2 separate regions of the Mustela erminea genome follow, and region 2 is linked to region 1. Evidence: chromatin contacts called from public Hi-C data. All regions are on one chromosome and are shown on one strand. Each heading gives the region's core, a stretch centred on a gene start, on an enhancer-like site or on the middle of the called end of the contact. The rest is flanking DNA. Distances are from core to core; before and after follow the strand shown.

The links. Hi-C and Micro-C count contacts between places; a contact is called where the count stands out from the background.
Region 2: a contact with region 1 is called in a Hi-C map of spleen, with 13 times the contacts expected there. The contact joins the promoter of FAM136A here to the promoter of MXD1 in region 1. A contact is called at or near these places in 2 of 3 Hi-C or Micro-C datasets (skeletal muscle and spleen).

What each region holds. Positions count from the first base shown.
Region 1 is chr7:88,348,809-88,352,533 of mMusErm1.Pri, forward strand. It overlaps MXD1 (max dimerization protein 1), which reads left to right and starts at 2,139. Exons shown (of 6, transcript XM_032352355.1): 1 at 2,139-2,452; 2 at 3,202-3,301. The coding sequence starts at 2,380.
Region 2 is chr7:88,690,987-88,694,711 of mMusErm1.Pri, forward strand. FAM136A (protein FAM136A) reads right to left here and starts at 1,766. Exons shown (of 3, transcript XM_032352382.1): 1 at 1,578-1,766; 2 at 553-693. The coding sequence starts at 1,664.

The DNA of each region.
Region 1 (3,725 bases), core at 889-3,388:
TTTAGTAGGATTGTACTCATTTCATTATGACTTTCAAATTTGTATTACAAATAACTTGCAATTTTAAAATGCTTATTAAATGGGGGCACTTGGGTGGCTCAGTTGGTTAAGCATCTGCCTTTGGCTTAGGTCATGACTTAGGGTCCTGGGATCAAGTCCCACATCTGGCTCCTTGCTCAGCAGGGAGTCTGCTTCTCCCTCTCCCTCTCCCCACCCTCTTCCCACTGCTCAAGTATTCTCTCTCACATTCTCTCAAATAAATGAAATCTTGAAAAGAAAAAAAAAACTTGTTAAAAATGTCATTTCCCCATTCTCATTTCTCTTTGTGCTTTCTTTAATACATTTATCTTCAGTGTATTAGCACTCATAAAAAAAATAGGCTTTTAGATTCAATTAACCATTAAAAGCAGAAAATGTTTCCTATAGGTCAGGCATGCTTTACTACATTTATTCTACTTGTTAATTCTGTTGACTTTAATTTTAATGGATTTGTCAACCACTAAGAAGGACACATTTGAAAAAAATTCCCATGATTACATGTTTTTCTTCCTCTCCCCCCAAGTGTTTGAGTGTCAGTGTTTGTGACTCAGTCAGGAAATCTCTTTCTTAACTCTTGTTTAAGGCATTGGTAGCATGGGCTCTAGGCGAAACAGATCTAGTCTAGGTTCAGTCTCCATCTCTGGCTAAATGGATGACAAGGAAAGTCATTTAGCTTCTCTGGGTCTGTTTCCTCGTGTTCAAAATGTAATTATTTATCTAATGGAGTCATATTAAGGATTAGTGATAATGCAGGTGACATATAGCAAAGCTATTATTTTCATGTATTGCCAACAGTAAGCTTTTTTTTTTAAAGCTTCGTGAAATATGTTCAAGCTTATGAAGACATTTATTCCTCCTTTTTAACATGGAGATGCCAATGTATTAACAATAACTTGGGTTATAAATCTTGATGGGCTTAGGGAATAATACTTAAATTTTTAGTTCTGTGTATTTCTACTGGTACCCACCCCACACACACCATTTATATTGTACAGTGGAAGTTTGTTCGTTCGTGGGTTTTTTTGTGGTTTTTTTGTTTGTTTGTTTTTTAGTGTTTTCATCTAGAATTAAAAGGGAAGGAAAGACCCTGAACGAGATTTGGGTCAAAAAATCTCGGGATCCAACGCTGGGGATTCTGTAGATGCAGTAAGTTTTTGAGGGAGTGATTATGCCTGCACTTGGGGTAAGGCTGGGAGTGCCAACAGAGACGCGCAGGGCTGTAAACGGCTGCCCCATTCCGCCGCTTTCTGAGGAGAAAAAACGCTGGGCGGCGAGCATTCAACGCAAGGCAAGCTTTTTCCTTCAAGCCCCACAGCCACGTGGCGCCGGCGGAAGCCCCGGGCCCACCAGGTTGCCGGCGCCGCTCTCGCTTCAGTGGGATTCGCAGCGGGGCCCACAGCCGCCAGGGAGCTGGGAAGCCTGGAACCTCTGGGACTGTGGCCGCCGGACCAAGGGCTCCGGCCAGGAATCCGAGCAGGACAAAGAGCCCAGGCGACGCGCGGTGCCAGCCTTCACTCGAAGGATAACCGGCAGGCTCTCGGAACTTTTCCCCGGGGACAGGTCCGGGCAACAGGTCCGAGGCGGGGCCGGGATGGGCCGGACGGAGCGGAGCCCAGCGGCGGCCGTGAATCAGCGCCGGCGCCCAGGTCAGCCCTCCCAGCCAATGCCAGATCAGGGGAGGAGTGGCGGCGCCGCTGATCACCAGCCACTCAGGGCTCGCTGGGCCCGGAGGATGGTGACGTCATCGTAGCTGGGAGGTTTCAGCCGGCTCCACCAATGGGAGATAGGCAAAGTGGCTCGCTTTCTGTAGCTCTGGGCCAATACTAACAAAGCAAAAGGGGGTTGTCGGCATAGAACCAATGGAAAACAGGGAAGGAGCACGAGGCGGAGTTGCGAATCCTGTCACCAATTGGAAAGGGGGGGTGGAGCCCGGGCCTTGTCAAGCGTGACCAACCGGAGAGAGGAGCGGACTCTAGGGGGCGGGGCTGTAATGCTTTTCCCCAATCGGACAAGGCCAGGGGCGGGGAATTCTTTAGGGTGCCCAATGAGGAACGCAGCCGAAGCGGGCCTGTCAAGAGAAGGGCCTGGGGGCGGGGGGATGGTGAGTCGGAGATAAACACTCCGCGGCGGTGGCGGCTGCTGCTCTTCTTCGGGTTCTGTCACGGTGTCGGCGGTGCCCAGCTCACCGGCCCCCCTTCGCCGCTTCCGGCGAGCGTGGTCGGCAGAGAGGCTCTCTCAACCCTGCTCTGCGGGGTCCACAGCAGGGCGCGGGTGTCCGGCGGCGGCGGCGAGCCCGTGGGCAGTGGGGGTTGGTCCCGTGGCTCCGGCCCCCGGTGCAGAATGGCGGCGGCGGTTCGGATGAACATCCAGATGCTGCTGGAGGCGGCTGACTACCTGGAGCGGCGGGAGAGAGGTGCACGGGGACGGGAGGGGTCCATCCCGAGCCGGGGCCGGGGGCTCTGAGGGACCCGGCCGCGGGGTAGGGGCGCCCAGCCTCTCTGGGGGTGGTTGGAGGCGCAGAGACCGCGACCGCGAGCGCTCCCAACCCCTCCAGCTCTCCCCACGCGCGGTCCGAAGGGAGGCCGCTGCTGCCCCAAAGGCAATGAATGAGGGTGGGGAAAGGGGCCGCTGCCTCCGGAGTCCCGAGCGCTGCCCCCCCACCGCAAAGCAAATGGGGTGCCTGGGGTCCTCTCGGCCAGACCCTTGGTTTACCCACCGGGGCTTGTCCGGAGCGGCCCCCAATTGGGCCTGGCGCCCCGTCTCCCAGCTGGAGGAGCAGCGATTCCCCTGCGCGCCCCCTTCCCCGCCCTCTGGGTTTCGGGTGTTTGCCCCGCACCTTCGCCCGAGGCTGGTCCCACTTAAAGCACGCCAACCTGCTGGACGTTGCCAGTGGGGAACCCAAGCTCCATGAGCTCAGCGACTTGCTGTGTCTTTCTCAACAATGAGCAGCTGGAATGCTTCTTACACCTGCTCCGAACTGAGGGTATTCACACAATTTAAAAAAAAAAAAATCATTGTTCTAAGAATTCCACCTTGCATCGTTTGTTTCTTAACACAATATTCTTTTAATGAAAAATAAAATTTAAAAAGGAAATACTGTAGAGGGGAGAGAGTATTGAATGTTCTAGGCTCATTCATTAACTGGATCCTTCGGTTTTCTAGAAGCTGAACATGGTTATGCCTCCATGTTACCATACAATAACAAGGACAGAGATGCCTTAAAACGGAGGAACAAATCCAAGAAGAATAACAGCAGTAGCAGGTAATTTGGTAAATATTTCTCTTTCTCTTTTAGATTACACTGCAGATGATACAAACTGCAGAATGGAAGTTGTCTGTTGTGATTATAACCCAGTAAATACATTAAGTAGCAATCATGATTGAGTCAGGCACACATGGTCTTAAGCCATTGGAGGAAGGAGCCCTTGTGTTTGAGTTGAGACAGAAGAGAGAAATGGAAGTGTTTTACATTTCTTTATGAACTTTTAAACTTTATTTTGCTTTTCTTCCCTTTTGGAACAAAAATCTATGGAAACTTCCAGTGAGATTAGGAACAATGACAATATGTTGCCTTCAGAAATCAGATTAAAGGCAGGTTTTTTTTTATAATTGAAAATGCTGGACATTATCCATTTCTTTTACTTTTCATAGTGAAGATTTTATAAACATGCTAAAGTATTCAATTT
Region 2 (3,725 bases), core at 516-3,015, 340 kb after region 1:
GGATACCTTTTGCTCTTAGTGACCTCAGAGGGGCTTGCGAGGAAGGCATCAATGAGTCAGTATTACTACTCCTTCACACAAATGACTGCTCTTTAGTGACACGGGAGCTGCCCCCTAGGTGTAGCAAACAGGGGTCGTTCTGGGTAGGCATGTCCACAACAGGATGGCAAGATACTGCTCCAATCTGCATCTCTTAATGACTAGCCTACTCCACTTCCTGAGGATTCTACTAGCTTAAAAATGAATGAATACACGTCTTAGAAGGCTTTACACTATACAGTATATATATTGTATTTTGTGTCTATGGGAGGGAAAAGGCTCTTGGTCATGAACTCCTTTTCACATCATTTTGTCTCTGGAAATACTTATAGCACTCAACCTCCAGGAGTTTTTCCCAAATTTCAAACCCCATAAAGACTGCCTGGCCACAAGACTGTCCCAAATGTTAAAAGAACCAAGATGCTAAAGCCAAGAGTTTTGAATGAATGCTTGTCATCTCTTGCAAAAGAGCACCATCAAGGCATGAAGTCCTCTGCCTGGGCTATTTCTCACCTGGAACTTCTCCAACTCACTGGTCACCAGGGCCTGGGCTTGAGCCAGAGGCGCATGGCAGCGTTCAATGCACTGGTGCACCTGCTGCATGGACGCCTGGCTGTCCTCACAACAGCTGGCACTGCACCGGAACATGAGGCCCTGAGAGGGAGGGCAGAGAGAGAGAGAGAGGTGAGGCGGGAAAGCCTCTGGGGCAGAGATAATCATGGAGTGCAACAGAGGAGCATCTCTATTTGCACCTCTCCTAACAGACATCAGGAACCTAAAACCACACATGGGAAAAGCATACTCGAAGCCTAGCAGAAGGTTCCATGGCCTTCTTGCTGCTAGCTCATTGGCACTTGTTGCACCGTAGACTGGGTGGACGGAGAAGGTAGCGGTGGGTCAGATGAAGTCAAATTCTGAAAACCAGGTACCTATGCCACTCGGTTCAGAGGTCAGCAACCTCTAGCAATCTGCTTTCCACCAGGGGGCAACCGATCCATTAATCAATGACTCAAGAAGCGCTATTTAGGGAGGCAGGACCAACAGCCACAGACCATTTAGGCGATCAAAGCACAACGGCCGTACAAACCAGCGGTGTGTGGAGCGACACTAAAACCGGCATGACATGGCCACTGAGGAAGCCAAACACTTTTGCCTTTCCGGTGTTTCACCTTGGCCGTGCCCTTTCTGGGCCTCCGCCTGCTCACCTGCCGAAGGGGCAGCGCTACACAGGAACGCGGGGAGGGGGGTGACACCGAACGCCTCACACCAAGGGCTTTCTAACGCTGGTCCGGGGTCTAACACCCCCTCCCCGGAACTGGCCGGGGGGGAAACAGCTTTGCGCGTGGGGAGGGAACACAGATTGCATCCACTCGGCGGAAGCTCCAGGACTTCTGAGGGTGAGAGGTGCTTCCGAGAGCGCGGCGGCGACCCCAGGGACGCCCCGACTCGGGTCTGCGGAGAGGCGGGCAGCGGCGCGCCGCGGCGGCCAAAGGAAGAGCGGACTGCCGGGACTCCCCGGCCTGACCCCCGCCCGCTACCTGCATCTTCCTGATATTCTCTCTCTCCAGACTCTTCACCATGGAGTCCACCGCCTCCTGTACCCGCAGCTGCTGCATCTCCGCCATGGCGACTCCGCGCTGCACACTCTCCGCGCCGGCGCCCACATGGAGCCCCGCGTTCGGCCCGCCCCCTTGCAGCGGCGGCCGGGGTCACCGCCACCCTTCCCCGCCCACGCCGCCGCCTGGCGTCGGAGAGGAGGAACTGCATCCACCCACCCCCTGCTGTGCCCCCCCCCCCCCCGCCTCCTCATCTGGCATGCAGGCGTCTGCCCCTCCTCTCCTCCTGGCCCCGCCCCGCATTCCCTGCTATGCCTGAGCCCCTGGGGGCTGGACAGGGGAGCTGGGACTCGCTGTCTCCATCCTGTCCTCCCTCCTTCCCTGTCTTCCTTCAGAGTCTTAAAATAATATTTAATATAATTAATATTCAGGTCAAAGCACAAATCTTAGTTATATAGCTCGAGGATTTTTAACAAACCTTGCCTTTTCGTAGTCAGTTTTCCCCTTTTCTCCCCCCTTACTCCCCTACCCTTGACCTCAGGCAACAACTGATCTGCTGTTACTACAGATTAAATTTTCCTTTTCCTTAATTTGATGTATGTACGTATGATCGACACTCGGACAATATGGGGTTAATGTGGGATTGGGGCCCCGCCCCCCAACCCCAGTGGAAAAACCCCCGTTTAACTTTTGAATCCCCCCAAACTTAAACTAATAGTTTACTGTTGACCAGAAGCCTTATTGTTAACAGTTGATTAAGATATTTTGCTTGTTTTATGTACTATATACTATATTCTTATAATGAAGTAAGCTAGAGAAAATACTAAGAAAATCCTAAGAGAAAATACATTTGTAGTACTGTATTTATTGGAAAAAAAAAAGTCCCTATATAAGTGGACTGGTGTGGTTCAAACCCATGTTGTTCAGGGGTTAATTGCACGTGTTTTTTTTTAAAAATTATTTAATTTATTTATTTGACAGAGATCACAAGTTAGGCAGAGAGGCAGGCAGAGAGAGAAGGGGCGCTGAGCAGACTCCCTACAGAACAGAGAGCCTGATGCGGGGCTCGATGCGGGGCTCGATGCGGGGCTCGATGCGGGGCTCGATGTGGGACTTGATCCTAGGACTCTGGGATCATCACCTGAGCCGAAGGCAGAGGCTTTAACCCACTGAGCCACCCAGGTGCCCCTCTATGTGTGTTTTTAAGATTGTGTCCCTCTTACACTGCTTTAGCTACTCTCACAAGTTTGAATATAGTTTCCTCAAACATTTTCTAATTTCCATTACGAATTCTTTGATTCATCAATTATTTAGAAGTGCGTCTCTTGATTTCCAAGCATATGAATATTTTTAAGATAATTTCTCCTATCAATTGGAGAGGCGACTGCATTAACGTTAGCAAACATTCTCTGCCTTTTGAAATTTGCTGAAAATTGCTTTAGGACCTCAGAAAGACTTTCCTAACTGCCTACTTCTCCACAGCACATGCTCCTCTGTTATGGCTTCTTTTAATACCCTGTATTGATCTGTGACAGTGCTCATCACTACTGCTCATTACTTGTCCTGTGTTCTTTTTTCCCCCTAGATTAAAACCTCTTCAAGGACAAGGACCATGTTTATCTTTTTCATTGTTCCCCCTCAATTCTTTTTTGAAAATATTTTATTTATTTATTTGAGAGAGAGAGAGAGAGCGCGAGAGCAGGAGATATGGGTGGGTCAGAGGGAGAAGCAGACTTCCCAGTCAACAGGGAGCCCCACTCAGGACTCCATCCTGGGACTCCAAGACCAGGACTCGAGCTGAAGGCAGTCCCTTAACCACCAGAGCCACCGAGGCACCCCTGCTCTTCTTAATTCTTTGTGTTTGGCGAATACTAACCTATTAGTAAAGGTTTGTCTAATGAATGAACACATTTATTTCATTATAGAGGTATTTAATAAAAAATATTTGGAAACCAGACACAAGCAATAATAAATTGAGAAATTAAAAATATTAAATCCATAGGTACTACCCTACTATTCTAAATGCCATTGTTGGGATTTTTCTTAAATTTTTTGGATTGAACATGATAAATATTTCTTTTTTTTTTTTTTTTAAAGATTTTATTTATTTCACACAGAGAGAGATCACAA